Linked DNA regions of Mus musculus: region 1 is linked to region 2. The links are chromatin contacts, called in public promoter capture Hi-C maps. All regions are on one chromosome and are shown on one strand. Each heading gives the region's core, a stretch centred on a gene start, on an enhancer-like site or on the middle of the called end of the contact. The rest is flanking DNA. Distances are from core to core; before and after follow the strand shown.

What was found. Promoter capture Hi-C pulls out the DNA fragments that hold promoters and counts their contacts.
Region 1: a promoter capture Hi-C map of pre-B cells shows a contact between it and region 2, with 2.5 times the contacts expected there. The contact joins the promoter of Mta1 here to the promoter of Cep170b in region 2. A contact is called at or near these places in 2 of 39 promoter capture datasets (liver and pre-B cells), 2 of 484 Hi-C or Micro-C datasets (B cells and embryonic stem cells), 1 of 115 datasets of contacts at active chromatin or transcription factors (pancreatic cancer cells) and 1 of 9 other capture datasets (liver).

The regions. Positions count from the first base shown.
Region 1 is chr12:113,096,289-113,099,701 of GRCm38.p6, forward strand. It overlaps Mta1 (metastasis associated 1), which reads left to right and starts at 1,990. Exons shown (of 21, transcript NM_001364622.1): 1 at 1,990-2,157. The coding sequence starts at 2,130.
Region 2 is chr12:112,720,713-112,723,756 of GRCm38.p6, forward strand. Cep170b (centrosomal protein 170B) reads left to right here and starts at 1,462. Exons shown (of 19, transcript NM_001024602.3): 1 at 1,462-1,670. Gm46382 (proline-rich extensin-like protein EPR1) reads right to left here and starts at 1,454. Exons shown (of 2, transcript XM_017315329.2): 1 at 849-1,454.

The DNA of each region.
Region 1 (3,413 bases), core at 740-3,239, 380 kb after region 2:
TCTACCTTCTCTAGCCTGTACAGGGGGAGGCAGTGAGTTGAGCTGCCTTCTGAGGCACACGGCACTCTATTCTGAGGGAGCGTGTTCCGTTCTGGAGAGCATTGGCTTGCTTGGAATTCAGAAGCCCCCTTTAGAAGTCAGCCGTGACCACCTGTGCTTTGGTTGCCATCTTTCCCCAAGGAAGAAGAGGACTGAGGCCTGCAACTGGGGCTGGAGGGCTACCTCTGGGGCGGAGGCAAACTGAGGTGCTACAGACTATGTCAAGTCTATGCCCTCTGCCCTGACCACTGCCTAGATGTTATTTGGTTAGCTTTTTGTTTTGAGACTGGGTCTATGCAGCTCTGGTTGTCCTGGAATTCACTATGTAGACCAGAGTGATGTTTCTTCTCATTGCTCAGGGAGGTGGCCTAGGCCTTGAGACCCTTCCATGGGTCCAAGCGTCATGCAGATTTCTTGCCTAGTTATGTACAGTGCATTAGCCCTGAGCCCCCCCCCCCCACGCCTAACCCTCACCGTGGCCCACAATGCTTTCCTGAGCGCCATTTACTCCACTCCACAGAATGCACCTCAAAGAGGACGCCGACTTGGCGGCCATAGACTTCCACCGACAAAGTAACCCGCCGTGCTCAGACTCAACCAGAACTCCCAGTCAGCTCCTTTTCACTGCCCCAACTGTGGCAGGGACAGGAGTCCCATCAGGGACACAACCTTTTGTCCTCTGGCCTTGGGGTAATGTCTAAGAACTCCCTCTTCACAGACCTTAGATAAGCAAAGGCAAGCCCTTAGTCACAGATGCCACAAAGAGGCACCTTCCTCAGCACCGCAATGCCCCACGGCTTATGTGGTCTTGGCTTCAGCTTGGGCTTGTGGGAGGGAATCCAAGCGAGCAGGGAGGTACACGGAGGGAGGCCTGGCACTTCAGGAACAAGCATGACCGCCTTGTTCAAGGATAGTCATGATGTTCCTGGGTGACTGAAGAGGTTGGACAATGGGGGACACACTGAGGACCCCTACAAGAATTGGAAAGGATCCCTACACAGGGGTGCAGGGAAGGGCTCACATAGAAGGACCCAAGGCAACCTTGTGAGAAACTCCCAAGGAGCCAGTCCTAGGAGGGCTCACCTTGTCAGGTATGTGAGAGGTCTCTGGAGGTGACCTGGGGTTGCTGAAGACTAGGTGAGCATGGAGCTTGGCGGGGGTGGGGGGAGGGCAGGGAAAGGGTCACCAATGGGTGCTGAGGGCCAGGAGGGAATGGGCCTGGAGAGTGCTGGAGAGTGCCACTGGAGGATGCCCGAGTCATTTGGGAGGGGTCGTGGAGAGCCTCCCAGGTAAGCTGAAAGACCATGTAAGAGGGCCATCCAGGGATGTCGAGGACCACTGAGGGTTAAAGAAGGGCCACCCAGTGGGTGCCGAGGTCCAGGCGGGCGTGGGCCTGGAGAGTGCCACTGGAGGATGCCAAGTATCATTCCGGAGGGGTCGCAGGAGGGCCATCAATGATGTGGAGGGCCAGCCACTCTAGGCGGGTTGCAGGAGTGCGTCCCAGGGACGCAGGGTGTGGGCCTGCCGAGGAGGACCACCTGGGGATGCCAAGGGCCACTCCAGCAGTGGCTTCGAAGGACCTCCAAGGGATGAGCAGCTGACCCAGGGATGCCGAGGACCACTTTGGAGAGGATGCAGGAGGGCCACTCGGGATGCCAGGGCCACGAAAGCGTGGGGCTCCGGATGGCCACCCGGGGATGCTGAGAGCCAGGCAGGAGGGGTCGTGGGAGGGCGATCCGGGGATGCCGAGGACCAGGCGAGCTAAGGGCTCAGAAGGGCCACTCGGCCAGGGGCACGCGGGCCGGCGCGGCGCGGGGTCGGGTAACGGCCCGCGCGGTGGGCGGCGGCGCCCGAGGCCCCTCCCCGCCGCCCGCGGCCGCTCCTCCTCTTCCTCTCCCGCCCGCGCCGCGGCCCTCCCGTCCCTGCGCGGCCTCGGCGGCCTCGGAGGCGGCGGCGGCGGCGGCGGCGGAGCAGCGCGGTCCCTTTAAACCGCCCGCCGGCGCCCCCGCGCCCGCCCCCGCCCCGGCCCGCGCCCGGCCCGCCGCCCGCGCTCGCGCCCCGCGCCCCGCGGCCCCGCCGCCGGCCCGGACATGGCCGCCAACATGTACAGGGTCGGAGGTAAGGCCCCGCCACGGCCTTTATGCGCCGCGGGCCCACCGCCCGCGCCTCCCGGCCCCGCCGCGGCCTCCGCGCCTCCCCCACGCCGCCCTCGCGCGCGGCCCGCGCCCCTCCCCCCCGTCCCGCCCCCGTCGCGCTCGCGCCCCGCCCGCGAGGCTCGGTTCTGGTCTCCGGTGCTCGTCCCGGCCCAAAATGGCCCCTGGGCTGCCGGTGCCGGGGCGCGCGCGCGCGGGGCGCCGAGCGGCGCTGGGAGGGGGCTATGCCCACCTGTTGGGGACCGGGGGTGGCCCGCGGGACGCAGGCGGAGTAGCGGCGAGTGGCCAGGGTGGCCAGGGCATCCCGGGGGCCGGCGGGCCCGGCGGCGGGAGGCCTGGGCCTGGGTCCGGGCCGGAGCCCCTGAGCAGGAGCACGTGCCTCTGGAGCTCTGGCTGCGGTCCCGCGAGCAGGAGTTTCGGGGTCTGGGGGGCAAGCGGTCTCCTCAGGGGGCCGTGCAGGGCCCGCTAGGTGTGCAGGCACCGTGAGTCCTGTTGCAGGGGCCACGAGCCCGTCCCAGCCGAGGGCTTTCCTTAGCAGGGATTCCTGGGGGGGAGGGTTGGCTACAGCAGGGGGCCTACATCCCAAGTGCAGGTCTGAATCACCCCAAACTTTTCTCTGCCTTACTGCTCACCCCTGCCTAGCAAGGAGGCACTTTCCTGGCCTTTGGAAGGCCAGAGGTCCCTACTGACCTGGGGCCATGAGAGCCTGTCTGCCCGGGCTGGTCCCCCAGTTGTTGGGCCCTGGGAAGAAGCCCTTTGCCCAGTTTGTGTATGTGTGTGTGTGACCAGGATACTCCGGAATGGCCTTGCACACATCCAGGCCATGCTGACCCTTATAGTTATCCCATAGCCTTCTTCTGCTCTCTCTCTGGACTTGGAGACCCTCCTGGTCACAGCCTAAATGTGGATGAGTCTGCTGCTGTCCCCCACTAGCAAACTTGGGCTTTGCTGTGAGAGTGTGCTTGAGTGCAAGACCACCCCGAAACACCCATCAACCACTCCTACGGAAGACCCCGACCCCTGAGTGCCTAGGTCATTTCCTTCCATCTCACACCAGCGGGACCCAGCCAGCTCAGTTCTGTGGCTTGGGGCACAGGGGTGCAGCTATCTCCACACGGATGGCTCATCCTCCCACAGCAGGCCTCCCACAGCAGGGGCCTCTCAGGGAATCCCTGATCTCACACCTTTGCTCTCTGCCAGGACCTGCCACAGGTCATACAG
Region 2 (3,044 bases), core at 212-2,711:
GGAGTTGGGACTCAGAAACAGGACAGTCTCAGTCTACTAGGAAGAAACTGCAAAATCCCCATACAGCTCCCGGAAGCTGAGACCGGGGCTAACAACCCTGGCAAGGACAAATGGGCTAGGAAGACAGGAACGTACCCAGCCCTCCTCTTTCCAGTACCTGACAAGTCTCCTCTGCCTCCATCTCTTCCAGTTCCTGGCCTCTCCCTGGAGTCCTGGCCTCCCCCTCAAAGTACTCCCGTTTGCCCACAAAGACATCTAGAGCTCTCTCCAAGGCCTTCATCTCATCAGGTCTCAGCTGGCACAAACTTCCTGAGCCCCACTGTCCTTGGGATGACATCCAAAATTGGTCACGAGGCTACAGGTTCCTCCTCTGTCCATACCGCAAGCCAGGCTCCCCCATTTGGGCCTGTACTATAAGCTCGCACAGCCAGGCCCAACAACCTAGCACATTCTCATGCAGTTTTTCCTATCTGTCTCCTCTTGGCGGGCTTGCCTCTACTCTCGAGTTGTGTAGAACCCCTTCCACCTCCTTCTACAGGGCAGGGATGGGCAACTGTGCCCGCTGGCTTTGGAGCCTGGGCGGGGTGGATTGGGTTCACGAAGCTCCTGTACCAGCAGGATAAAGCGCACATTCCTAGGCCTGGAGTTCTGCTCTGCATTCCACTTCCGCCAAGGCCCTCACTAGTACCCTTCAACGGGAATGCAGGAATGCACTCTGAACAGTACTTTCTCCACCACTCTGCAAAGCCGCTCCGCCCCACGCTAATCCTTTCCCCCTTGGCACTAGAGGGACACCTGATACCTCCATTGTTGCACCAGGCACCAGCCAGCGGCCGGTGAGAACTTACCTCAGGAACTGGGAGAGCCTCCGGAGTTCCCCGCCCCTCCCCGTCCAGCCCACTGTGACATCCAGGTACGTTGGTGTCTTTGCCCACCATCCTGTCCCGAGCCCGTGGCCTATCCTGCAACGTCGAGGGCGCAGGAGGAAGAGACCCAGCTGGACGCACAGGCCTCTGGGATCCATCCTACTTCCTTCGCCCTGCACCCCTCCACTGGGCTGAAAGGCCAAAGGTTGGGGCTGGGAGAGCGGCTGGAGCTCGGGCTTCTGGAATGTGGTTAAATGTTAACTATTCGGCTCTGGGACAGGACGCTGGGCAGCCGTACGCCCTTTCTCGCAACCCTGGGATAGCCAGCGCCAGAGAGAAGGGGGTCTGAATGCACAGGGTGGCGGAGATGCGCCGCCCCAGGCTGGGCCGGGGACAAAGGTGATCGCCCGTTCCTGGTTGCCCGATCCGGTGCGCCGGGACGGGTGGACGGAACGGGAGGGGCCGCGCGTAACCTCTGGGGCGGCGCTGCGGAGTCCAGCTCACCTGCTGAGGCTGGCCCGCCCTAACCTGGTTTCCGGGGGGCGGGGCGTCGCGGGGCGGGGCATCACGGGGGCGGGGCGCGCCGGGGCGGAGCGTGTCGCGGCAGACGTCAGGGGACCCGCCGCGCGAGGCCGCGGTCCGGCGCTCTGCCCGTGGGCTCGGCCGGGGCTGCCGCCAGCGTGCGGGCCGCGCCGGGCATGTCCTAGGCGGCGGCCCCGCCCAGCGCTCGGCCGGGCGGGCAGAGGGCCGGGCTGGGCCGGGCAGCGTCCGGGCGGGCGAGCCGCGGGCCTGGCGGGAGCACAGGTAGGACGCAGGAGGGGCCGCGCCAGCCCTGCGCCCACGGCGGCAGGGCCTCCAGCAGGGCACCTGCGTGCCTCCAGGCCACACCGGGGCGGGCGGGGCTGGACAAAAGCGGCGGTGAGGAAGGGGCTGGGCGAGGGCCCGGCACACCTGGCCCGGCCAGCGCTTGCCGATGCTGCCCATGTCTGCGCGCGCCCGGGAGGGGCCTCCTGGCACCGGCGACAAGGCCTGGCCCCGCGCATGTCTACGCGGCCTGCCGAGCTGGTAGACCTGGGCGCCCGGTCCCCGCCCGGGCAGGGCCAGCGCTGATTCAGGATACAACGCCGCTCCCTCCCCCTCTGGGCCTGGCGCGCCTGCCCGCCTCCCGGCCTCCTCCCGGGTGCCCGGTCCCCCCTCCTTCTGCGGTCCCTCCCTCCGTCTTCCTTCTCTTCTCTCCTTTCCCTTTAGCCGCCACCGTCTCCCTGCTTTCTCTGCCTCTGGGCTGTCCGCGGCCAGGAGGGGACCTCCTCCTGTCTGCTCCTTTCAGCCACGGGGCTGCTCCCTGCCTCCCACTGTCTCTCAGCATCTGCATCGCCACCTCCTCCTTCACCTTCGGGTGGTGGCTCTTCTGCTTGGCGCGGCTGAGGGGACAAGTTTGGGGTGTTTATTATTCTCCCTCCTAGCAACGATGGCCGGGCTAAGCCTAGCCCCAAACCTCCTACAGCAAGCCCTGGCTCAGAAGCCTTTCCAAGTTGGACTGGCGGTGGCAGTGGTCACCCCATGACCAGGCTCTGGGGGTTGGCCTCCCTCTCCTCTAAGGGTGTCCCCGTGCCTGCTGTCCACAGTGAGATGATGGCAGGCAGGTGATGTCAGAGTAGGAGACATCCAGGCTGGGTGGGGCTGGGAGGCTCAGTGACGCCCTGGGTCTGGGGCCTGGGGGGGGGGGGGGCTCCCTCCACAGCCCTGACACCTTTGCCAGTAGGATTGGGTCTTTCTGAGAGTTGGGGCTATGGATACCCAGTGAGGTCCTAGAGGCTGCAAGGGCATTGAAATCTTGCCCCTTTAGCCCTTGCCTCTCAAGCTGGGCCCTAAGGAAAGGGGACCTCAGAGCAGGGTATGGGTATGTTCCTGACCACCTGGAGCTGTTTTCTGGGGAGGCAGGTTTCTTTTCTCCATCTTCCTCCTGCTTCCTGAAGGAGTGCTGTGGGCCTTCACAGATGGACAGAGCCCTGTGTTCTTGCCTGCTGCTTACCCCGAAGGGACCCGAGACCTGGGTGAGCAGCCCAGTGTTGACGTCTCTGGGCATGGCTCCTGGGAAATGCAGGACAGGGTTTGGTCCCTCAGATCACTAGTGTGACCTCTCCAGTGTGTGTGTGTTGTGTGAGTTGACACTTCCAG